Regions from separate parts of the Mus musculus genome. Here regions 1, 2, 3 and 4 are each linked to region 5. A link is a contact called in public promoter capture Hi-C data. All regions are on one chromosome and are shown on one strand. Each heading gives the region's core, a stretch centred on a gene start, on an enhancer-like site or on the middle of the called end of the contact. The rest is flanking DNA. Distances are from core to core; before and after follow the strand shown.

Evidence for each region. Promoter capture Hi-C pulls out the DNA fragments that hold promoters and counts their contacts.
Region 1: a promoter capture Hi-C map of liver shows a contact between it and region 5, with 3 times the contacts expected there. The contact joins the promoter of Vps9d1 here to the enhancer-like site in region 5. A contact is called at or near these places in 1 of 39 promoter capture datasets (liver), 1 of 484 Hi-C or Micro-C datasets (bone marrow-derived macrophages) and 3 of 9 other capture datasets (adipose tissue, embryonic stem cells and liver).
Region 2: a contact with region 5 is called in a promoter capture Hi-C map of fetal liver, with 5 times the contacts expected there. The contact joins the promoter of Spata33 here to the enhancer-like site in region 5. A contact is called at or near these places in 7 of 39 promoter capture datasets (cranial neural crest, embryonic stem cells, fetal liver and 3 more), 1 of 484 Hi-C or Micro-C datasets (palatal mesenchyme), 5 of 115 datasets of contacts at active chromatin or transcription factors (embryonic limb bud, embryonic midbrain, embryonic stem cells and 2 more) and 2 of 9 other capture datasets (adipose tissue and liver).
Region 3: a promoter capture Hi-C map of cranial neural crest shows a contact between it and region 5. The contact joins the promoter of Spg7 here to the enhancer-like site in region 5. A contact is called at or near these places in 1 of 39 promoter capture datasets (cranial neural crest), 3 of 115 datasets of contacts at active chromatin or transcription factors (embryonic basal ganglia, embryonic stem cells and large pre-B cells) and 1 of 9 other capture datasets (liver).
Region 4: a contact with region 5 is called in a promoter capture Hi-C map of the HPC-7 cell line. The contact joins the promoter of Spata2l here to the enhancer-like site in region 5. A contact is called at or near these places in 12 of 39 promoter capture datasets (the 3T3-L1 cell line, 3T3-L1-derived adipocytes, the C10 cell line and 8 more), 2 of 115 datasets of contacts at active chromatin or transcription factors (embryonic limb bud and stem cell-derived neural progenitor cells) and 2 of 9 other capture datasets (embryonic stem cells and liver).

Annotation. Positions count from the first base shown.
Region 1 is chr8:123,252,816-123,255,515 of GRCm38.p6, reverse strand. It overlaps Vps9d1 (VPS9 domain containing 1), which reads left to right and starts at 1,294. Exons shown (of 15, transcript NM_028200.2): 1 at 1,294-1,528. The coding sequence starts at 1,430. Zfp276 (zinc finger protein (C2H2 type) 276) reads right to left here and starts at 1,321. Exons shown (of 11, transcript NM_020497.2): 1 at 593-1,321. The coding sequence starts at 800.
Region 2 is chr8:123,211,270-123,214,111 of GRCm38.p6, reverse strand. It overlaps Spata33 (spermatogenesis associated 33), which reads right to left and starts at 1,254. Exons shown (of 3, transcript NM_177279.4): 1 at 1,115-1,254; 2 at 875-1,024. The coding sequence starts at 1,151. It overlaps Chmp1a (charged multivesicular body protein 1A), which reads left to right and starts at 1,324. Exons shown (of 7, transcript NM_145606.3): 1 at 1,324-1,446. The coding sequence starts at 1,440.
Region 3 is chr8:123,064,228-123,066,927 of GRCm38.p6, reverse strand. Spg7 (SPG7, paraplegin matrix AAA peptidase subunit) reads right to left here and starts at 1,420. Exons shown (of 17, transcript NM_153176.5): 1 at 1,219-1,420; 2 at 353-455. The coding sequence starts at 1,401.
Region 4 is chr8:123,234,988-123,237,687 of GRCm38.p6, reverse strand. Spata2l (spermatogenesis associated 2-like) reads left to right here and starts at 1,430. Exons shown (of 3, transcript NM_030176.3): 1 at 1,430-1,538; 2 at 1,839-2,170. The coding sequence starts at 1,868. 4933417D19Rik (RIKEN cDNA 4933417D19 gene) reads right to left here and starts at 2,597. Exons shown (of 3, transcript NR_045849.1): 1 at 2,135-2,597.
Region 5 is chr8:122,516,313-122,519,012 of GRCm38.p6, reverse strand. All of the region lies in intron 1 of Piezo1 (piezo-type mechanosensitive ion channel component 1), which reads left to right. Among named protein-coding and RNA genes, the nearest start is that of Gm26497, 3.0 kb to the left of the region's middle. Within about 2 kb of position 1,307, at least 60 of the 459 cell types and tissues checked have an H3K27ac peak or open chromatin away from gene starts, as enhancers often do. A contact at or near this core is called in the HPC-7 cell line, adipose tissue, bone marrow-derived macrophages and 2 more, where this site is marked.

The DNA of each region.
Region 1 (2,700 bases), core at 45-2,544, 740 kb before region 5:
ACAACGAAGATGAAACTTAACATCCCTATTCTGAAAATGTGTCCAAGCCGTGCCTCAAGAAACTAACTCACTGTTCATCCCTGTCCATCTATAGGTGCCCTGCCTGCAGCATGTGCATGATGCCACCCAACTGCCCCTAGTGGGAGTAAAGGACAGCTTACATAGGAAAGCCATTCTCAGATGACTGAAGAACACCACACTAATGTGATGCACATGGAGGCTGTTAACCTAACTAGCTGCTGCTTGTTCACAAACTCGCAGCCGCACAAGGAACAAGCAGTTAGTTCACTTAACTCAGTTCCCAACGCAGGTTAGGTTATAGGCCTGTTTTAACCATCAAGAAACTGGGGTTCAGAAAAAGTTAAGCAATTACCCTAAAAGTCCATAGCACGAAGAGCAAACTTGAAGCCACACCTGTGTGCCTTCAAATCTTACGCACTAAATAGCAGCGACACAGAGCTGTCTGGGCGGCAGAGGAAAGGGCCTCTATCGGCAGTTCTCCAGAGGGCCCGCGTTCTCCAGAACCAGGAGGCCTGGTTTGCTCTCATTATCACTAAGCTCGCACCGGGGCCCGAGGACGCCTGGAACCCACCAGCTTCGTCTGTACCGTCGTCGCCTGTGTCCCCGCAGGAGCGTGTCATCGAGCCCCAGCTGAGCTGAGCAGCCGCCCCGTCAGCGCTCGTTCCGCCGCTGCGAGAAGGGCGACCCCGAGTCCGACCGCTTCCACAGCCGCCGCCCGAACCCCCGCGCTGCCGAGCTATTCCGGGAGACAGGAAGCGGCCGAGGCGGTCCCGCTTCATGGTGGTAGGCGACACTCGCTCCCTGCTCCGCGCTGCTCGGTGTGGCTCGGCCCCCTGACTTCTTGCTAGAGCGGACTTAACTTGGCACACTCCGTGCCGTTCCGCTACTCTCCGCCGCGCTGCCCCGCTCCGCTCGGCTCCCCGAGATCGGAGCCGGAGGAAGCGAGGGCTGCAAGGAAGCGAGGAGCGGTCTGGGGAGCCACAGCGGCCGCGGCGGGGTCAGGAGCCCGGAGTTCTTCGGGTCTCTCGGAACTCGCGACAGGCCCTTAAAGGAGGGGCAGCCCGGAGGGTGAACGGCCGCGGACTGCCGCCCGGGCGGTGGCGCACAACAGAAACCCTTCAGAGCAGTAGCTCTCCCCGCCAGCCTTCCCGTCCGCGCTCGCAGCAAGTTGGCCGGAGGAGGTGACAAGAGCCACTGACCCCTCCGGTCCCCTAAACCCAAGTCTGCGCGGCGGGGCGGGGCGCGGCGGGGCGGGGCAAGGCCGGCGGAAGTGTGTCCGGGTCCCCTTCCGGCGGTGCGCAGCTCCTGCGCCTCCCTCAGCTCCGCGCTCCGCGTTCCGGTCTGGAGGCGTCCGCCCCGTCCCGCCCCTGCCGCCGCGGCCTCCCGCTCCCCGCCCCCGCCCAGCGCCATGGCCGCTGCGGCCGGGGACGGCGGGGCGAAGCCACTGCAGAGCGCCATGAAACTGGCCAACAAGGCCATCGAGCTAGACACCGGCAACCGGCCCCGGGTGAGGCTGGGAGGGTCGCGGAAGCAGCTCTGGGAGGCCCTTTGCCCCTGGTGGGTGGGCGAGGGCGGGCGTGTAGAGGGATTCGGCGCTCCCGATGCGCGCGGCGGCGGCGGCGGCTCTGGGACCGCGCCCGGAGACCCGGGGCCCGGAGGCTAAGGGCGCCGAGCTCTGCGGGGACCTGGAACAGCTCAGCTCGCACTGGGCCTAGATTTACCTGTGTGATGAGGCGGTGTGACATAAGGAGGAGGTTCTGTTTGCAAAGGACCTACATCCAAGATGTAGATGACAGATGTGTGTGTGTGTGTGTGTGTGTGTGTGTGTGTGTGTATTCTTGACAGAGTCTGTGTAGAGTTAATCTAGAAAAGACCCGACTGTTGGCTCATTCAGGATGCTGCTGCTGTCTGCAGTTGCCTTCAAAGGTCATTTGTAAAGAAACCCAGGCACAAAAGGGGTGTGGCCTGTCACTGAGAATAACTGCTAATTAAAAGGATGGCAACAAGGTAGAAAAGCCGGCTGGGCCACCCAGAGCTTCCATAGGACAGGACGAATCACTGGTTGTCCAGTGCCCCAACTTAGTTTTCTAGGGCACCCTCACAAGACCAGAATCCTACCTGAAACCCATTTTATCTGAAGTGCTGAGCTAATTAAAGTTGGGTAATTTTGACAACGAGTAAAACGAAACACATACAGACCAGAGTGCGTTCTGTCTTGAGCTGTCACAGAGCCCAGAGCAGAGGGGTCACACAGCTGAAACCTGCAGCTCGGTGCTCTGGGCTCCTTTGAGCAGAGGGAATTATTCTGGAGTCTGTAGAATGTTATTTCTTCACCTAAGCCAAAACTTGAGATTGACAGATGAGCCCTTATCCTCTCCTCAGATTTCAGGAAGTGCTTTTCATGAGACATGGAAAGACTGCTAGTCTTTGAGTTGCACAGGAAGAGAACTTTGTCACACAGAGTGGAAACCCTTATTGCTGCTCAGGCAGCTCTGTGGAGCCTCCTGACTGAAGCTCAGCTCCTTCATGTGGTGGATAGTAATGAGAGGAGAGGTGTGTCTGTCTGGGAACTCCTCAGCACAGTGTTGAAGGAAGGAATTCTTTGATTTTTTGTTCTGTTTGATATCTTTTTCCCTTCAAGTCTAGACAGTATAGATACCATCTGTGTCCTAGCTGGAC
Region 2 (2,842 bases), core at 5-2,504, 700 kb before region 5:
CAAACTGCCTCCCCAAGACCCATGGGTGCCTCAACCTCTTTCTCAAATGAGAGGAGGGTCTGTGCTTTCTACCTCCAATCCTTCTCAACTGTCCTCGGCTACTGCGCCTCTGGCTTCCACCAGATTCCGGCAGTGAGCCTGGGGTAGGTCCTCCTAGGGCTCTGTTTTTCATACAGGCCTCCATTCTGGAACCAGAAAGACAAAGCATCCAATTCCTAATGCCTTCCTTGTTTTAAACCTGCAACAGTTCTATTTCTGACAATGGGGGGGGGGGGGGTGTCACAGTGTCGGAAGGCTCTGTACGTTTCCTTCTGTGTGGCCATACCAAGCTACTATAAAAGGTAGAAACAGGCCAAACGTCTGCCTCGGGGAAAAGTGGAATTCGCAGCAGTTTCTGGTGTCTGCCAAATGCTGGGTGTGAAAAGAAACACTTTTGTCCCACTCACGGTCCTTTCTACCTTGAGACGCCCTCCCATCTTTGTGGCCAGGCTGAGGGACACCAAGCCCTCTCCGCTCAGGAGTCAGTCACACAGCAGCCTGGCCAATCACCCGAGGAGAATTCTGCTCCAAGCTGTAACATGTTGAAGGGATCACTGTGGGACCAGAGAGCACCCTACTAACCCTCTTTGGGGAACACTTTATGGATCGCTCAAGTTTCGTCTCAATTTCTTTTTTCCTTCTGAAACAGGGTCTCCAGATATACAAGATGCCCTTGAAATCCCTGTTATAGCCTAGCCTAGAGCCAAGGGCAGTGCTCTCGCTCACCTTCCCTGCACCGAGAACCCTGTAATATTTACCTCCCGGGTCATCATCCTTAGAAAGAGGTCCCATCCCTGCTGCCTTGCCGCGGCCGGTCTCCTCTGGATCTCCCTACCTTCAGACGAAGACGACGGCCTTGAGTGCTTGGATGTCGCGAACAACAGGCTTTCGGCAGGCTGCGACTCCTTGTCAGACTGCTTGGCCTCCTTCTCCATTACTTTCTCCTTAGACTTTGTAACTAAAGTGGTAGTGCTCTTCTCCTCCTCTGAAACACACGGACGGACAAGCCGTTAGACCTACAGCCCGCGGACGCCCGCACGGAGGGCGGGCCTCGCCGCCAGGCGGCGCCCTTTACCTTTCTTCTCTCTGGGTTTGCTTTTCGACTGGCCCATAGGTGACCCCGCCGCTCCAGCCGGGCGGCCTCGGGGCCGGTTAACCCGACCGACTCACAAAACCCACACTAGGCTCCGGGAGCTCATTACCATGGCAACCGCGTGCCGCGCGAGCCGTGCCTGAGCCCCGCCCAGGCCCCGCCCAAGCCCCGCCCCGGAGCTATCTTCTCGCGACAGCCGGCCGCGCGACCGGAAGCGGTGGCGACCCCGGAAGCCCTCGCGGAGACAGCGGGTCCGTAACATCGCGTCCCCTGCGCCGCCCCGAGGGCTGTGCTAGCCCGACCGGCCATGGACGGTAAGGGGCTGTCATCCACTTCGGGGTCGGAGCGGGAGTCTGCGGACGTCTCGCCTCAGCCCCATAACCCAGCCGGACCCGCCCCGGGCTTCAGCCCCAGACTCTATCCCCCCGGGCCTGGGACCCATAGTCTATACCCTGTATTCGGACCGGGACCCGCCCCCAGCTCACTGGGCTCGAGACCTCCGACTAGGACCTGCCCTGGGGCCTGCAGCCCGTGTAGCCACCAGGACCCGACCCGGTGCCTGAACCCTGACATCCTAGCTGAAACCCTCTCCTGGGCCTCGATCGCACAACCCAGCAGAAGCCAGCTCCCGATTCTTGATTCCAGACCCCCAGCCAGCTCTTACCCCTGGGTCTTGTTTCTTTACCAGATCTCCCCAGGCCTGCACCCCACGCCCGGGATCCAAACCCTGAATCTTGTCCAAATGATCCTACACCCGACCCCCGATCCAGGCCACTTCCACTAGCCACTCTCCCTGTTTGTTTTGTTTCTGTTTGGGGACAACGGAGTGTGGTCAGAAGGCACCAGAAAAGTACCCAGAGAAATAGTAATTAAGATACAAAGGAGTTCAAGTGCCAAACAGTAGGATTTTGGGTTCCCTCCTAGTAGGAGGGCCCGGTTAACCTTAGGTTAACAGGTTGGAAGGGAACCACCCGTAGCAGTATGAGTCACGAGTCACTTCGACCTGCCGTGGCTCCAACCTCTAGACTCCCAAGGAACTCATAATAGGTTTTATGGGCTAGTATCATAGAGTTTTTGTTTGTATGAGACTGCTTCTCTATGTAGCCTTGGCTGGCCTAGAACTTACTGTATACACCAAGCTGCCCTTGAACTCAGAGATCTGCCTACTTCTGCCTCCCCACTGCTGGGATTAAAGGTCTGTGCCACCGCCTAGGGCTGTAATGGAGGTTTTGTTTTGTTTTTAAACTGCTTTCTGAAATGTAGAAAGCTAAAGTACTGTGTCATTGTTGTAGAAGACGTAAGAATCCTAGACTGAGCCAGGCGTGGTAGCGTACGCCTTTAATCCAGCCTGGTCTACAAAGTGAGTTCCAGGATAGCCAGGGCTATACAGAGAAACCCTGTCTCGAAAAACAAAACAAAAACAAACAAGCAAAAAAGAATCCTAGACTGTCCCTTGGGAAGAAGATGGACCCTTGTCTGACATTACAGTTCACTCTGCAGCTCACAACAGGGTTCTCCCGATTTTCAGAGTCCAGTCCCTCTAGAGTCTACATGAAAGTACGGGCTAAAATGGGGGCGATTTGGCCAGTGTCCTAAAACTAGTGAAATGGCTGGACCATACCTAGGTGACACTGTTCCTCCAGTCACTGTGTCATGGTCAGCCTACCCTGAGTGGTGAGAGATGCACAGAGGTGATTGCAGCCCGGCAGG
Region 3 (2,700 bases), core at 171-2,670, 550 kb before region 5:
TGCATGCACACAGCCTGAGATGGTGGATGCTGCTGCACACACAGCATGGCCTTCTGCTCCTAGGCTACTCTACTGAACATCACAGCGAGCCCTGCTCACTGCAGCAAGTGCTGTGCTCTCAGACAACATAAAACCTTTTGTTTTTTTGGGTGGGGGGTGGGGGTGAGCAGGGGGCCAGCAGGGTTTCACTAGCTAGTTCTGCCTGACCTCCAACTGGCAGCCCCTGTTTTAGTGCTGAGATTACAGGCATGTAAGACCTGGTTTGTTTGGTTTTGTCCTCTTCCACTATGCTCTTATAGGACTACAGTAAAACCTGTGTCCCTCAGTAATGGACCATGCAATGCATACACACCTGAAAGCGGCCACAGTCTGACTGCATTTGGAACTATATGCTGTTTCAGTAACAATCCGCTAATACCTTCAAAGCTAGGGGTCAGTATTCGCAATAGCAAACTCTGTAAAAAGAGAAAAAGACCGAGGTAACACTAAGACCATATACCACAACAACACAGGCCTAATCAAAGTCCTTGCCTAGCATGCAGAAAGCTATGGATTTGATCCCCAGTACCTCCTTAAAACTGGGTACAGTGGCGCATGCATGTAATCCCAGCACTTGGGAGGGGATGCAGGAGCATCAAAAGTTCAAAGTCATCTTCAACTGTGTATTGAGAATCTCTCCCTCCTCGGTTTCCATCCTAGAACTGCCTCCCAAGAAGGGGAGGGGCCAAGGGAAAGTGTCAATCAACTCCATCAATGAATTTCACTGGACTCAGCCACAAAACAAAACAAAAAAACCGAAGAAACAAAAGTCAATTAACTTTCACCCACAGCCCAGTTTGAGTCTCCAATTCACAATCTTCCTGGCCTCGTCCTACCAGCAAATACTGAAATTGCAAGTGTGCACCACCTATGTGGGCAAAAGGATCGGGAGTCCAAGGGCTGCTCCGAGTACACATGAACGCCTGCCTCCAGACCAGAAAGAAGAGGACGGAAAGGCACGGGTGACCAGGACTCAGTTTGAAGCCGCCAGGGACAGTGATACAGGGCGTCTCTCTCACACACGCCAGGGAGAGACGAACCACCCGAGGCAGATGCTGCCTCCCGTCCCGGGGAGCCCACAGCAGCCATCCTCCTGCGGAAGAGCGAGGTGCAGGCGCACTTCCGGTCGGCGCGGACCGACCCGCCACACCCGCCGCCGCCGGGCTCCGAGCGGGTTACCTGAGGCGCGTGGCCTCCAGCCGCAGCCGGGCCAACCGGAGTCCCGCGGGCCGCGTACGGCCGCCTGGCCCCAGCCCCGGACGAGAGGCCTGGGCCCCTGCCTGAGAGCAGGCCCCACAGCCGTCGGGGCCGGGGCTCCGGGCCGGGGCGGAGCCCGCGAAGCAGCAGCAAGGCGGCCGCCATGGTGCCGAAAGCGGCGCCTGCGCAGTGCGGCTCCGGCCGCCCTAACGGTCAGGTTTTTGAGGGCGGCCTCCCTTTGCGCTTGCGCGGGGTTGAAGGTCGCGCGCTCCTGGCGACGCCTGCGCGGTCCGAACCGTCTGGTATCCGCAAGGTTAGCTGCGAAACCTCGAGAGTCAGCAGGGTGCGCAGCGCGAAAGCTAGCAGCCCGCAGCCTGCGGGTTCACGTAGAGACAGGCTACGGTTACCCGGTATTTTTCTCTCTTGTGTTTTATTAACAGTCCAAGTTGCGGTTTCCAGTACTTGGCAAGTGGATACACGATTCGCTTTTCACGTTATCTCTTTCTTTGGGGTGCGATTTGGTGGTTCCTGTTGGCCACTTCCGTCCTTCCTGTACGTATTTATTTTGTTGTTTCTCTGTGTGGTGCTAGCTGTCCTCTCGCTGTAGACCAGACTGACCTCGAACTCGGAGATCCACCTGCCTCTTGGTTTTGGTTATTTGTTTTTTTAAATACAGTATCGCTGTGCAACAGTCTGGCTTCAAACTCAAGCTCCGTCTCCTGTGTGCCGGCCTGACAAGAATGAACCAGTTTTTCTGAACATCAGAGATCCGGGGGATGCCCCTGGCTGGCTACAGAATCAACTTAGAGCCAGTGGTGTGTGAGACCACAGGGCAGCAGCTACATACAGAGTAGGAAAACGGTGCCCTCAATCTTAGAGAGGGAGGGAGGGGGGCTCCTAAAGTCGGAACTGGAGGGGCTGGAGAGATGGCTCAGCTGTTAAGAGCACTGGCTGCTCTTCCAGAGGATCCAGGTTCAATTCCCAGCACCCACATGGCAGCTCATGACCATCTGTAACTCCAGTTCCAGGGGATTCGACAACCTCCCACAGACATACATGCAAGCAAAACACCAGTGCACATTAAATAAAACATTTAAAGTGGTGATTGGACCCGTGTCCTCTGGAAGAGCAGACAGTGCTCTTAACCACTGAGCCATCTTTCCAGACCCCTCCCCCCCTTATAGCCATTAGTGGTCTACTACCCATTTCTCCAACTCCCTTAGCATCAGGCAACCACTAGCATTCTTTGTTCCTGTGGACTGTGTTTATGACCAAATTAAGAGCCCCCTTAATTATACTCACTGCCCCTGAGGAGCACCCGTCATCCCGAGCTTCATACCATTTGGCTTTGACAGTTCATTTGTGCAGAGACAGAAGGGAGAGCTTGCTGTCCCACCCATGGACAGCTGCAATCCCAGGCCTGGGCAGGGCCACTGAAGCTCTGAGTCCTGCTAGTCCATGCCA
Region 4 (2,700 bases), core at 181-2,680, 720 kb before region 5:
CCACACACACACACACACACACACAGAGAGAGAGGTTGGAGGAAGAACATCAATATCGTTAGTTCAAGGCTCATCCCAATCCAGAATAATTTACAAGTTACAAATAGAAGAAAAGAACACTTTTGCAGGTGAACATTAGCTTCGACGTTAGTGTAACATAATTTTTTGCAATGCTAGAGACTGAACCTGGGGACCTTACACAAAGCAAGCAATTGTTCTACCTCAGGGTCACACCCCTGCCCCCAAGGCCTCTTCCTTTTTCTGTTAATCCCCTTGTTCTGCCGCAGGCGGGATCCAGGCTTGTCTTGAAACAAGGCAAGCATGGAATCTTTATGATTTGTCAGAAGTTAAACTATGTCACTGTGAGTTGAAGCAACCTCGAAAGCCAACCAAGGTTCCCCTTTGGATTGGTGAGCTCACAACAAAAGACCTCTATGTTCAGTGATAGCCAGCAGGGCACCTGGGGACTGTGGCCTGCTTAGTTACACGATCTGAAGTCCTTTGACTGTGAGAAATTCAAGAAGACAGATACCTCCCCTATGCCAGGTTCTATTTGATCAAACTTGGCCTAGGCTTGGTGAGCTGGAGAGATCGAGGGTGCAGGCTGCCCAGAAGTGGATGAAGCAAAAGCTACTGCTTACACGAAGCTTAGGGTTTAAGATTAAGGAGAAGGTGCCTTCGGTCCTGAGTGAGTTGCCTAAGACCACAGCAAGTTGAGGTTAACAGTTTCCCTGAGGTCACCCAGACCAATTCTTGGATTTCAGGATCCCGGTCAGTTTTGAAGGTCTGTAGGTCACACACTTAAGGAACACCTTGTCCTGGAGGGTGAATACATTCATCCTGCCTCAAATACTCCCTAACCGACTTTCTCAGGGACTAAGAAATGAAGTGCCAGAGACCAGGAAACAAAGCCTGCAGAGGCAGTCCGAAGGACCTCCCGTTCTATTATTTATAATTATTTTGTTTGCATGCATGTGCATCAAAAACACCAGATGCAGGGGCCAGAAGTGGATGTTGGGAACTGGAGTTAAAGACAAAAAAATGAGCTGCCACGCAGGTGCTCATACCCACTGGGCAGTCCACCACCCCACCCGTTTTAAATTGTACTTAAATACGTGTGTTTGACCTCCTTTGGTCCATGATCTGCCAAGACAGGCCCCGCCTAGCCGGTATTTGGCTATTCTGTGGGTTGGCTTGAGGAGCCAAAGTCCAGCCTGGTTCAGACCGGTTCCGCTAGGCACATCTTGGCGACCAGTGATCATACACCCACTGTGTACTCCCACTCAGACTAGCTGAAAGACTAACTAGTGAATCTGAGAGAACTTCAAAAGGTGAGCTGCAGGGGAGGGCCACGCCCAGCTTCGCCCAGGCCACGCCTACACCTCCACCCTCCTACTTAGCCGAAAGGGCGGCACCCGACTCCAGCCTCGCCCACCAACGTCACGACCAAGGCCAAGGGGCGGGCTTGACTTTCTGCGGAAGAGCGAGGAGAGACCCAGGCCCAAGCGGAGCTCTCTGGAATAGCTGGCGACTAGCAGGTAGCACCGCCGCCCACGGGGACCGTCAGTGGGAGAGGGGCTCTGGCTGCAAGAGGTTCAGCTAGTGGGAGCGGAGCTGTTGATACGAGGACGCTCAGCAAGCGGGGCTGAAGGTGTCCTGGGGAGGGGAGGCTACAAATACTGTGGTCACTGAGCTGTCAGCGTCCACGTCTCAGGGACCATAGATTCCGAGAGTTGGCTAAGCTGCCAAGGTCCCTATTTCCAGGTTGGAGGGAGCCCTGGGCTTGCTGGGTGCGGGGTTGAGAGTCGCACACACAGCTGAGATGACATGGTCTCTAGTTTGACACCTCATCCCGGACCTGATCAGGATGGGCAGCAGCTCACTGTCCGAGGACTATCGCCAGTGCCTGGAGCGCGAGCTGCGGCGCGGCCGCGCGGGCGTTTGCGGCGACCCCTCGCTGCGCGCGGTGCTCTGGCAGATTCTGGTGGAAGACTTTGACCTGCACGGGGCGCTACAGGACGATGCGCTAGCCCTGTTCACTGATGGCCTGTGGGGGCGGGCTGACCTGGCACCGGCCCTCCAAGATCTGGCCCGCGCCTTTGAGCTCCTAGAGCTGGCCGCTGTGCACCTGTACCTGCTGCCCTGGAGAAAGGAGTTCACCACTATCAAGGTATGGCATCAGTGGTGCTCCTTCACTCCCGTCCTTGTCCAGGCTGTTTGAGGGCTGCAGATCCTCTTCAGGGGAGGGTTCTGCGTTGAGGGCTCGTGGGCGTGTTGGGATGCATGCCTACCAGTCATTCACCTAGAACTTATATGGCTGTCCTCAAAGTAGTCTCACTGCCCTAGTTGCCATGGAAATTCTAGGGTAGACGTGGGTGGGTGAGGGAGGTACTTGATGTCCTATGGTCATCCTAACTCCTCTAAGATGTGGACTGGTCCCCATCTGTAAAAGGAGGCTGCTAAGACTGGGAAGAGAACAGCAGATCAGAACAGCAGGGATCTTATTCCTGCCTGGGTCCAGGTTAGGCGGCCAGGTCCAGGGCTGGCCTAGTCCTTAGGTCAGATGGCAGACCACTTAGAGGGGGTAGGGCCGCTCTGAGCTAATTTTGAGTGGGAAGGCAATGACGTCAGAATGCACGTGGGCGAGGTAAACCTCCACCGGTTGTCATGGTAACGTCTCCCCCTCCACACCCCACCAGC
Region 5 (2,700 bases), core at 58-2,557:
TGGCAGCTATGGCCTCTTTGGACAGCGTACTCCTCTGTGGGACCCAGGGTCTCAGCGGAGTCTCTGCTCCACCACTGGACACGGCTGCTGCATAGCTGGGACCATAGAAGGACTCCAGGCTCTGCTCTGCCTTGTAGCTCTTTGCCAGTCTAGACACCACTTCCTCCAGGGCTGAGACTGTGGCTGCCCCAGGGTCCCAAGCAGGCCCTGCCCTGCCCTGCCCTGCCCTGCCCTAGAGATGGGTTGCAGTCCTTTGGGCTAGCCTGGTCTCTCCTGTTGGGGCCTCTGCTCAACTCTCTCTGCTCACCGAGGTCTTTCTTTTGGCCTAGAGAGACTCTCCTCCCTTCTCAGAGGGAGGTAGCCTAGAGACTAGGAGGGCAGGCCATCCAAACCTGTTCCCTCTCTTGTGCAGACAGGAGTGACAATGGTGGGGTGGGGGGTTATATGAGACCCTCAACCTTGTTTCTGTGCTGGGCCGAGATGGTAGGGTGAGGTGAGTCTGCTCTTCACCCAGGCTTCCCTCGAAGAAACCATGCTGTTCCTGCACTGGACGCTTGCTTGTCTCCACTTGGGCTGGACGGCCTGCTGCGTTGATGCAGACTAGTGTGAACCTTCACTGTGTTCTCTCCCTGTTGACACAGCCCATCCCTCCAAAGGATCCGGTCATCTCAAGCACACACTGTATCTCTGCACCTTTCCGTCCGTCTGTCCAGCACTGGCTGTGGTAGGGGAAGCTCCCCACAGATCTGCCGTGTGCTTCAGACTCATTTCCAGAGCCATTTACAAATGTGTCTGGCATCTGCTTTGGGAGGTCGCTGTAAGGCTTCTTTGACCAGAGACATATGGGAGCAGCTGGCTCAAAGAGCCTCCAGGGAGTGGTGGATTCTCGTCTCCTACCCTGACAGACCCTGGGCCAGGCTGGGGCTTCTTGAGTAGGTGAGGTCTCCCTTACAGCCCAATCTGCAGGCCCATCTTCATGCTCATGGTGGAGGAGGGGTGGTGACAAACCTTCTGTGTGGTGTACTCTAAAAGTTGTGTGTGGTCCTATTACCCTTACCCCTCCCTCCCTGACCCGGTTCCCACAACGACGAGCAAACCGTTGCTCTGCTCTGGGTCACTCAGAGTCCAGGGGAGCCACCCGGTGGACTTCATTAGCCCTCAGCTATGGCTTGAGGACCCCAGAGTGGATGTTAGCAAGGGTCTTCAGCTTTGTGCTGTAGGGTGAGGGTCTATAAAGGGTTAAGTATGTGCTGGCCTGCAAGGGGCCCTTCCTGCCTCTGGCTGTCCCTATTGTTGCTGGCTCAGGAAAGGCCTGTTTCCTGTGAAATCACAGGCTTTGCCCAGCAGCTCCACCAGAGCAGTCTGAGGCTCTGCCCTCTTTGAGGAATGTCTTTGTCCCCCATGACCCCTCTCCTGCAGTTAGGTGGCAGCTAACCTTCAAGGACAAAGACAAGGAAGGCTGTCTCCTTCAGGCTGCTTGTGATAAATAACATCTCACCTCTGTCCTCTGCACTGCTAAAGTCATGGTTGTGACAGTCACATCAATGTGTTTCAACCAATACGCCACACCACCGGGACCAGGGAGCACCTGGGAACCCTGCATCCCGACACAGCCAGGTTGTGTTGCCTCTTAGTGTTTCTTTCCCTCTCTTCCCAGAAGCAAGAGCTGCACGGCTGACCCAGGCGGGACTCGCTCTCCTGGCTCGCTCTTCTTGCTCTTGAGGGGTGATAATCTTGGAGGAATGATGACTGAGAACGAGACCCTGGAGTGTCAAGTTGTGCCTCTGAGCCTGTTTCCTTGGGTAGAGTGTTCGTCTCTGGACGTAGCCTTTATTTCTCTGTACAGTGTTGGGACCGCTCTACACGGAGGGCAGGCAGGAAGGAAAAGAGGCAGGGGAAAGGGCAGAGCTCAGGGCCTGTGCATCTCCCAAGCTGACCTGTGTTGCTGAGGCAGGACAGGGCGTTCCCCTCGCCTGGTCCCTGGTGCCTCACCTTGCATTTCATCTACCTTTGGCACATACAGCTATGTAGGGTTCTCCTGGCCCTACCTGGGATTAGGAGTAGCCAGGCCTCAATCTCAGTAGCCCATCTCACATTTCCTCGTTGCCAGGAAGCCAGGCATGGAAGTCCCTACCCCTTGCCATCTTGGGTCTCTGGTTTCTGGAGCCCATCACAGATTTTGGACACCGTTCATGTATTTATTCCGGTAAAACATCTATCCACGAAGTTTGTCATCTTAATCTATTTTTGATAGTGTGGTGGCATTAGGCACATCCTCATATGTCACTAATGGCCACCCCAGGACCATCTCATTTTCCTGACTGAAACTTGATAACAGTTAAACTTTAGCCGCGGGACTGGAGAGATGGCTCAGTAGTTAAGAGCACTGACGGCTCGTCCACAGATCCTGAGTTCAATTCCCAGCAACCACATGGTGGCTTACAACCATAATGAGATCTGGGGCCCTCTTCTGGTGTGTCTGAAGACATCGACAGTGTACTCATATACGTAAAATAAATAGATAATTCTTAAAAACAATAATAAATTAACTTTAGCCTCTCCCGCACTCAACACACACAGAACCTCGGGGTCTGAATTTTAAGCTTGCCAAGCAGGCTGCAGGGTAAAGCATCTTTCCCTGCTCCCCAGGGCCTGTGGTGGCCGCCCTTCATTGGCTGTGCTTGGGAGGCCAGAATTCAA